2 separate regions of the Clupea harengus genome follow, and region 1 is linked to region 2. Evidence: chromatin contacts called from public Hi-C data. All regions are on one chromosome and are shown on one strand. The core of a region is the stretch at or near the end of the contact, and the rest is flanking DNA. Distances in the headings are between cores, read along the strand shown. Region 1 holds the start of znrf2b (E3 ubiquitin-protein ligase znrf2). Region 2 overlaps znrf2b (E3 ubiquitin-protein ligase znrf2).

What was found. A called contact is a pair of places that touch in the nucleus more often than the background predicts.
Region 1: a Hi-C map of head shows a contact between it and region 2, with 6 times the contacts expected there. The contact joins the promoter of znrf2b here to the enhancer-like site in region 2. A contact is called at or near these places in 2 of 2 Hi-C or Micro-C datasets (head and muscle).

Annotation. Positions count from the first base shown.
Region 1 is chr11:16,570,576-16,575,406 of Ch_v2.0.2, forward strand. znrf2b (E3 ubiquitin-protein ligase znrf2) reads right to left here and starts at 1,639. Exons shown (of 5, transcript XM_012838748.3): 1 at 462-1,639. The coding sequence starts at 870.
Region 2 is chr11:16,487,118-16,491,644 of Ch_v2.0.2, forward strand. It overlaps znrf2b (E3 ubiquitin-protein ligase znrf2), which reads right to left. Exons shown (of 5, transcript XM_012838748.3): 3 at 2,330-2,435; 4 at 1,891-1,971; 5 at 1,037-1,522. The coding sequence ends at 1,914. Among protein-coding and RNA genes, the nearest start is that of nod1, 15 kb to the left of the region's middle. Within about 2 kb of position 2,779, the one cell type or tissue checked has open chromatin away from gene starts, as enhancers often do.

The DNA of each region.
Region 1 (4,831 bases), core at 389-2,888, 82 kb after region 2:
CTCTAATCAAGGTTAGCCTGGTCACATCTATCTTACTGAGCAGGACAGATGCTGGTGGGGACTCTCACTGTTGCAATGGTTGCAGGATTGGACTTTTATGTTTGCACATTTTACATACTTTGTTTTGTTTTGTTTTATTTTGAGTCTGGTTTACTGGTGATGGTGATGAGGGACAGGTATTGGGCATATGAAATAATGTATTACTACTAGATGAGATGTCATTGTGCTACTGACAGGCACAACTGTTGCGTCAACTCACCACTTAACCCGAGTCAATCTCAACAGCAGTCATTTAGGGCCAAGCCATTATTCAGGTACGTTTTGACAGCCACCCACAGGTCTGGTTTCCATATGATGGGCATGCCATACCTGCTTTCTAAAACAACCTTCATACCAAACTCCAAATAGCGCTCTGCATGTTTTTTTATCTGAGCTGTTTTGTTTAGCCAACGTTTCCTTACCTCCGAACAGATGAGGCGAGAGGTGTGCCGGTAGAGATCCGATCAACAACCGGGGACCTCCGTGAACCGCGCCTGACCTGTCGCTGTCTCCGCCGCTCTCCTCCGGAGTACTGCTGCCAGATTCATGCGAGCTGTACGCCCTGCTGCTGGGTATGTTGATGCCAGACTGAGGTCTGGTCCCCGACCCGCCTCCGCTGCCCCCGACAGAGCGCGTGCGGGAGCCAATGTGGTGAGACGAGGCGGCAGTGGCACCTGAGGCTCCGTGAGCCGTGCCGCCGTACGCGTACCTCATACCCATGGCTGCAGTCCGGCTGTTTCCGTTACTAGTTGATGTGCTTGATGGCAGATCCGATCCCGAGTAAGCCCTCATCCGTCCGTTGGCGGCAGGGCTGCTCTGTTTGGCTCCCATGCCGACTGCTGTCAAGCCAACTCTTCCACGGATTTACTTTTTAATTATTAAAGGGCTCAACCGGTGAGGCGGCTGGGAAAGAGTTGTGCTAAGAAATAACACTTTCGAGGGAAATTTGACTTGTGACAAAGTATCAACAACAACAGCATAGAAAAAAACCACGAGTCCCAATGACACTGGCAACGCCAAGAAGACAAGCACAAAATTAAAACAAACTGACAGCTACAAAGTATCAGGTCCAAATGGATTCGACACAGATAGAAACAAAGAAAATGATGCACGAAAAACTTTGCTTTTCTAAACGAATTCAAAAGCTCCGTAAGATTTCTGTGCGTGCTAGTTGTTGCTGCCTTCCAGCTGGTGGAGCTTCACTCGTCTCCCTTCTTGTTTTGGCTTCATGTGCTTTGGCTGTTGTTTTCTAACTAACGTCCGCTCCGCCATACCGCCTCTTTACCCCGTGAAAGTGGAGAGCCTCGCTCCCCACGCTTCTCTCTCAGCCGACGACTGACACAGAAACTGCTCAAATGGAGGAAGTACAAGTGGGTAAAGGGGAGGACAGTTGCAAAAATTGCCCTGACCACCGACAGGAGACGTGCAGCGCTGCCGCGTTGCCTAGCTAGGGACTCGGGGGCGGACCAATTTCGTTGTGCGTCTGGTGACGTCAGCACGGGGAAGGCACGGACGAGGCGGCATGAACTGCCATAACAACACGCCTATGGGCGCACTGAGCGGTAAGACCATGCGGACGGATTCTGACAGTTCGGCGAGAATGTAACACGAGAGTTCTGGATGGTATGGTGTGTCGTTTGTCAGGCAATGCAGCACTCAGAAAACAAGTGTTTCAGCTGTTTCATTCAACAGGGTGTTTGTGTGTATGTAACATTAAAATGTGCAAAGTGTGTCTGTATACATGTATGTATCTGGACATTAGACCATCAGTGCATTCATTTGAACATTCACATCCTTGCAAATCTCTCTCTCTCTCTCTCTGTGTGTGTGTGTGTATGTGTGCGTGTGTGTGTGTGTGTGTGTGTGTGTGTGCGTGCGTGTGTGTGTGTGTGTGTGTGTGTGTGCGTATGTGTGTGTGTGTGTGTGATGGCCTTGAAGATAAATGTGGTAGCACCCTAGTGCTGTCTATTCCGCCAGCTTCAAAGCATGCTGAGAACACAATGAATTCACTCCTATAAGCTCAATAGAGGAAATGCCTCTTGAAAGGCCAGTAATTAAAGAGGCAAAGAAGTTTTACTAGCTCAACAGACACTCTCTGACCAAGGCTTTTCATCTTCATTCAGACCACACACACTTTACTCTGCCAAGCTGAATCGTAATTGTACACCCATCACCCAACACACTGCACACTGCACACTGAACCTAATGTGAATGTGAATGCAGTGCATTCTTAATTACCCTTTTTATATTCTTCGAAGGAAACATTCCCAGACCTTCGTGAGCTATAAATGTGAACACAACGACTCTCACCGTGAGACTCAGATGGGCAGAATGGCTTGAATGGCTCAGAGAGGAATGTTTAAAAATTATATTTTACTACATCATTGAAAATCAGGGGCCAATAACACGATCTCTACAAACAGCGAGGAGAGCAGACTGGAGTTCTGAAAGCACTTCCTTCACTATGGTGTGATACACACAAGTGAAACATGTCTGTGGTTTCCTGTTTCTCATAGTATTCAACATAAAGCTTCAAGACTATTAAGAGAGGAGGATAAAATTCAGAAATGTATAGAAATATATGTTCTCATGAATGGACCCTGTGTAAGTGTGTGTATGGTTGGCTGTCAGAATGTACGCTTTGCTGTGTACATAGGGAGTACCCTCCAACAGTCCATGTTCATACACACACAGACACTGACACACACACACACACACACACACACACACACACACACACACACACACACACACACACACACACACACACACACACACACACACACACACACACACACACACATTCAGAGACACACAACTCGCCATGTGGAGTTTTCTGTAGCTTGCACTCTTGCTAACACTCGACAAAAGCTCACCCAACAAGCATCGAGTGTTGTTGAAAAATTGATCACCTGTTCGCCCAGTAGCCAATGCCTGAGAGCTTGCATATGGCCGCAGCATATGGCCCATCCTCCATCTCCCCCTCTCAGAGCGAGCGCCTGTGCACCAGAGCCAACACTCCTGCAACGGGGTGTGTACTGCTGTCCTGTGGAATGATGCAGCTTTTGAGTCCATTTGGAATCTTGCAGTGTCTGATGCGTTTGCTGGTAATGTGTGTGTGTGTGTGTGTGTATGTCGTGTGTGTGTGTGTGTGTGTGTGTGTGTGTGTGTGTGGAGTCCACAAGGGCACAGGGGTGTTCAGCAGTGGCTTGGCTACATTCCTATTTTTATAGCAAGCATGCCTCCTGTTTGGGCATAATCTTTCTCCTGACACACACACACACACACACACACACACACACACACACACACACACACACAGCTGTGTTACCACAAACTAATTACTGTACTTTTCCATTGACAGCATGGAAAAGCTGCATCACTGCAAACATCAAACAGTCACAGCAGGTGAAGATGGTCCAATAAAAGCAAAATGGTGTAAATCTCTTTTTCTGTGTGTGTGTGTGTGTGTGTGTGTGTGTGTGTGTGTTACAGCCTGCCTGATTTATGCTCAGACATTCTCCCTGTATCATGTGCTTATATCTTGTCTCACCACACACTGTTTATAGAAGCCGGGGGCAGTGCTCAGAAAGGGAGCATGTATGGGCAAATGTCTTAGTATTCTGTGTGTTAGTGTGTATGCTTGAGTGTATGTGTGTATGTGTGTATGTGTGTGTCTGTGTCTGTTACAGCCGAACTTGCACTAACGGTAACGTAAATGAGGAGACACACACAGATCGGTTGTTGTTGAACAATAGGGGTATGTTTATAAAACATAACGAATTAGGGTAAACAACAGACGAGACATAAAGTGGGAATGACGAACCCTAAAGCTGGGGGGACTGATATTCACAAAGTGGGAATGATGAACCCTAAAGATGGGTGGACTGATATTCACAAAGACTCCTGCGCCTAAAACACGGCTGTACTTCTCTTGGCTAGTCTCTTGGCTGTATACGCCCCTGTAGGAGTGGACCCACAATCCTTTAAAAAAGCGTCCTGACTTTTACCTTTATCTTTTATAGGGCAGGTAGGCCTATGACAGGAGTGTCTCACCTGTAATTAGAGAAGTAACGAAGAGGCACAGGGCGACCAGTAGGGGTCACCAAAGCATAGACTCAACAACAAACGGCGGCCAGAGGTGTGATGTTGTAACCGTGTCCCTGCTGTGTGTGTACCATGCATGGAAATGTATGTGGATTAATGTGTTTGTACCATGCATGGAAATGCATGTGGATTAATGTGTATGCGCTATGCAGACATGTGTTGCCCTTCTGTTACGTGTGAAACAGGATGGTGTCATTAGACTTGGTCGTCATCTCATGCATAGCATAGCATAGCAAATTCACAAGCAGTGTCCTCTTGACAGCAGCACAGCAATGGCTGCCAGCAGAGGAGAGGAGAGGAGAGGAGAGGAGGGGAGGGGAGGGGAGGGGAGAGGAGAGGAGAGGAGAGGAGAGGAGGGGAGGGGAGGGGAGGGGAGGGGAGGGGAGAGGAGAGGAGAGGAGAGGAGGGAGGCCAAGAGTGTGCTCAACCTCTCCCTGGCAGATCAACAAAGAGTCAAGGCATAGCAGTGATAGAGGCCTCTGGCCCAACTGATGGAACTCAGAAACACACCACATCTGTGGTGAAATAAAAAAATCCCTGTAATCATATGACAAGTCTTCGTGTGTATTAAATGGGCCTCAATTTGGAAATACACGTAATTGCATAGCCTGCCCCTCAAATGTCCTTACATCTACTCACACCTCTGCTGAAGAAGAGTCCCCTTAAACTTAAAGGGCTTCACAGA
Region 2 (4,527 bases), core at 1,529-4,028:
GGGCTTTGACATCCAAGAGAAAGAGAAAGAGAGCGGATAAAGAAAGAAAGAAAGAAAGAGAAAAGGGAACGGGAGCTCCCATAGGCCAATGTTTCTTTAATGGACAGTCTGTTCATCTCCTGTCAGGACATTTGGACGGGAAGGGAGGAGAGAGAGGATGGAGTGAGAGAGAGAGAGAGAGAGAGAGAGAGAGAGAGAGAGGCAAGATGGCAAGAACAGTTTCTTCACTTATGGAAGTGAACGTGGGGCACTTATTAATCTTCACATGTCAAAGAAAGGGAAGGAAATGAGAGAGAGAGAGAAAGAGAGAGAGAGAGAGAGAGAGAGAGAGAGTGAGAAAGACAGAGAAAGGGAAGGAAGAGTGGGAGAGGACTGCAGACTGGTGGGAAAGGGTGGAGTGGGGTGTTTGAGGGTGCGGTAACAGATTGGTGGGGTGGGGTGGGTTGGGTCACATTCAGCCATGAGACTGTCTCTTCTGACATCTGCACAGAGGGAATACATGACAGAAGCTGACTTAAGGCTGGGCACGACCACGTGCTGCAGCCTCTCCATCACTAGAGGAGTCGCCCCAGCCCTGTGCTCTGGGGTCAAGGGTCAAGGAGTTAAAGGTCAGCCACAGCCACAGCCACAGCAGCAGCAACTCAGGCCCTGTGGATCCCAACGTAAAGGCACTGGTAGACGCAGCTGGTGTCACCGAGGAGGAGGAGGCGGAAGAGGAAGAGGAGACTGAGGAAGAAAAGCTTCAGGCAATCCCCCTCAACTCCCTTCCCTCTGCTCCCAACCCGCCCCTCTTCCCATCAACACCACGCCTGTTGAGTGACGGTCCCAGTGTACAATCAGGCGGGAGAAATCTCAGATCTGCTGTCCAGCTGGAGGCAGAGTAGCCAATCACAGGTGCTCTGTCTATGAGGTGAAGTCAGTGATAGGCCGCTCTGGCCGTCTGAGGGTGGCACTTGAAAAATTCAAATCTATGGTCACCCGTAATGGTGGCGTGGTGGTTGAAGACTGGTTGATTCCTCTTCTCTTCTCTTTTCTTCTCCTCTTCTCTTCTCAGATCAACTCTTGTGCAGTAGAGATGTTTCATTTCACTCCAGGAGAGAGAACCTCCAGTCAGACACCGGTCTCCTCAGAGTTAGATCAACATGGAGGCCCCCGTCACGTCATATCAGGAAAGGAGACGCGAGGTCCTCGAGCGAGAGCTGGAGTCCAACAGCATAGATAGGTGTGTGTGTGTTTGTTTCCCTGAAGATTACTTGAGAGAGTTTTTGGCACAGAGGAAGGTGGAAGGTTGTTCTAACAGTGACAAGTGAAAAAGCAGAGAGAGAGAAAAAGAGACATGGGGAGAGAGGTTGCTACGGAAGAGAGGAGTGGAGGGTGGAGGCCGACTCCACCTCTGCCAGGTACACGGCTGCGGTCACAGTGTCACAGCAGTCTGAAGGGGCGGCAGGCCGAGGGGAAAGGGATTCACATTGCTATCTGTTACAGGAGCAGATCGCTCTGTCTGCACCAGGAAGTTCAGGACCTAGGACAAGAGAGGAACATGAATGAATAGATAGACAAGATTTATACACAGAAACACACACACAGAGAAACACACACACACAGAAACACAGAAACACACACACACACACACACACACACACACACACACACACACACAGAAACACACACACACAGAAATGCAGAAACGCACAAACACACACACACAAAACCACAAAATCACTTGTGCAGGAAAGGAGAAGTAACATGTCTCAGCAACCTTTAAAACTAGTTTCAAAAGAGCTGCAGCTTTCCGTTTTCTGCAGTTTTGTGATTATGCAAGCAGCTGGGCACCCTCCTTCCTCTTTTTCTCTGACCATGGGAGCCCAGACACCAGTGCTGCCAGCTCACCTGTGCAAAAGAGCAGCGGCTCCTCAGTCAGAGGGGTGCTCCGGACATGACCTGTTTACCTCGAACCATTCGTCAATGCACCTGACCAGGAGAACAAAGGCAGGGAGAAAAGGTCAGAAGGGAGAATAGGTCACACACACACACACACAAACACACACACACAAACATTGTCATCTACCATCTACCATCATCTACAGTGGAGATCTTCTGGAGATTTTTTAGGTTTTTCTTCATAATAATTACTTGTAGGCAATGACTCAGAACACATCTATGTGCCAAGCTGAAATTTAGTATATTCAATATTATTACTTCGTAATTATGCTGGCTGAATAATGGAACTGTTTGACTTTCCTCCAAAATGACAGGAGAGAGACAAGAGAAAGAGGGGTCTGAGACTGAATCAGACTGATGAGAGGGAGCGTGAGCGTGAGCTCCTCACCCTTTGTGGTAGATGCAGAGGCAGGGCAGGCGGGCGATGGTGTCCCCTTGCACCAGCTCCTCCAGGCAGATTGCACACTCTCCAGCGTCCTTGCTGAGAACATCCTCTGAAAGAGGAAAAAGAGAGTTAGGATTGGACTTATATCATATATACCATAAAGAGGGACCATAAAAGTGCAACAGAGCCTGAGCCTTGATGGGAAACACAGTTCAGCTTCTTGAGATGGAACTGCAGTAAATCAGAATGAGAAGGAAATGGAAGAAAGAAACATTCATTCACATTTTTTCTCAAATGAATGCATGTCTGAAAGGTAACTAAATGTTCTGTCATTGTGACTGAGGTTTTCACATAAACTGGCAGACATTCGCCAGCAGGGGGCACTCTTCATTCACACACACGGGCATTCTGAGAGCAGGCCGAGGCCTTGGGAGATTCCTTGAAATGTGATGAGCTCACTCTGCTCGTGTTTAGCATGGAGGAGGGAGAGGCTGAGCACTGTGCTATTGTCCACAAAGCACAGAAACAAAAGAACCCCTTCTGCACAGCCTTCCCCCCCCCCAACCTACAGTCCCAACAGCACAAAGCCAACATGGGTGGGGTGAGTGTGCATTTAGCATTACCCAGACCACCTCACTTTTCCCCTCCATTTCTCACTCATGTGCCACTGATAAACCAGATCGAGAGGACGGTTACTTGGGCAAGGAGACTGGTGCATCTTCCTGAGGACACATGAGGACACGTCTCCCAGAGTGCCCACAGAGGACAACGCGGTCTTTTGAAGACCACAACTAATCCTTCTCGCTGTGGGCTTTCAAGAGCCGCCATTCAAACTCCGTCAAAGACAGTAGGGCTGGGGGGGGTGGGGGGGCTGGGGGTAGACGGGGAGGTTCTACCGAAGCTGAGTAATAACGAGGGGAGAGAGAGGAGTGTGTGTCTGTGTGTGTGTGTATGTTTGTGTGTGTATGTTTGTGTGTGTGTGTGTGTGTGTGTGTGCCCAGCCTGGCTGGCAGATTGAGGTCAGGAGAGGGTGCTTAGTACTCCCCCATCGCCCCCCAATCCCTTTCTCAAGCTCAGCACCGGAGTCCTGCAACACCACTGAAACACAGGCAGGGGCTCTCGGCTCTGTCCCCTTGGCTCCCTTTAGCTCCAGAGGCCCTCCAGCCAGTCCACACTCTGAGTGCTGGACAAAGCACTGAGGCAAATCACTTGAGACGAGGACAGCGTAATGCAGGGACCGTCCCTGGAGGAGTGGACTCAAATATGGAGTGTGTAGGGTGACACGTCATCCTGAAGCATGGTCTACAGCCCCGGAGGTTTTATAAATAGGCCTGGATATTATTTTTTTTACAAACATAAGAATACAAATAAATAGCCCCGGATTCATTTATTCACCTGTCATTTCAATTACTATGCGTTAAAGCCAGTTAGAAAAATACGATATCGTTGATCAAAAACGCTGCAGATCTAGCTACTCCACTAAGGCGAGACTTGAAGATGATGGATATAAGAAGCTCTTTCAAGAAGAAAAAGGCTAAGGCAAAGAGGCAGTGGCAGGGCTAGAGGGGGGGGGGGCGAGGGGAGGGAGAGTTATCTCCTGTTGCTGACCATTTGGGCAGATAAAAGGGATTTAAATGATGAGATTGTTTAGACTCAACTTTAATATCTCACAGTTTAAAATCGATCTCCAGATCACTCTTTGTAGGCCTATCTTAACCTCGATTTACCAAACAAAGGCTAACACATTTTATGATGTTCACACAGTATGATTGTTACGATACCATCAACTTAAAGAAATGGCAAACATAACATAAACGAGCCAAGAGAAATGGTGACGGTGAAATGTGATATATTTATTGACAACTCAAGAATTAAGGCAAGAACATGGTGGTGGCGAAAATAACGAATAACAAAAGAGAAAGCAAACCCTCACACAGTCTGCGTAGAAATCAAAAGGGGGATCTAAACTCCCGTTCAAACAAAAGGACATAGGAGTGTGGTGAGTCTTCCGGGAATCTCCCTACTCTGAACCTAAACAAAGCTTAAAGCGTGCCAAAAACACACCACCAGACACCACCAGTTCTATAATAAACATAAAGTAAAATATTAACTTTACACTAAACCCAACCGGGTAGATCGCGTCAAACTAACGATCGCAACAAACAATGACTAAAGCAGGGCGCCAGCGGAGCACCGTGCAG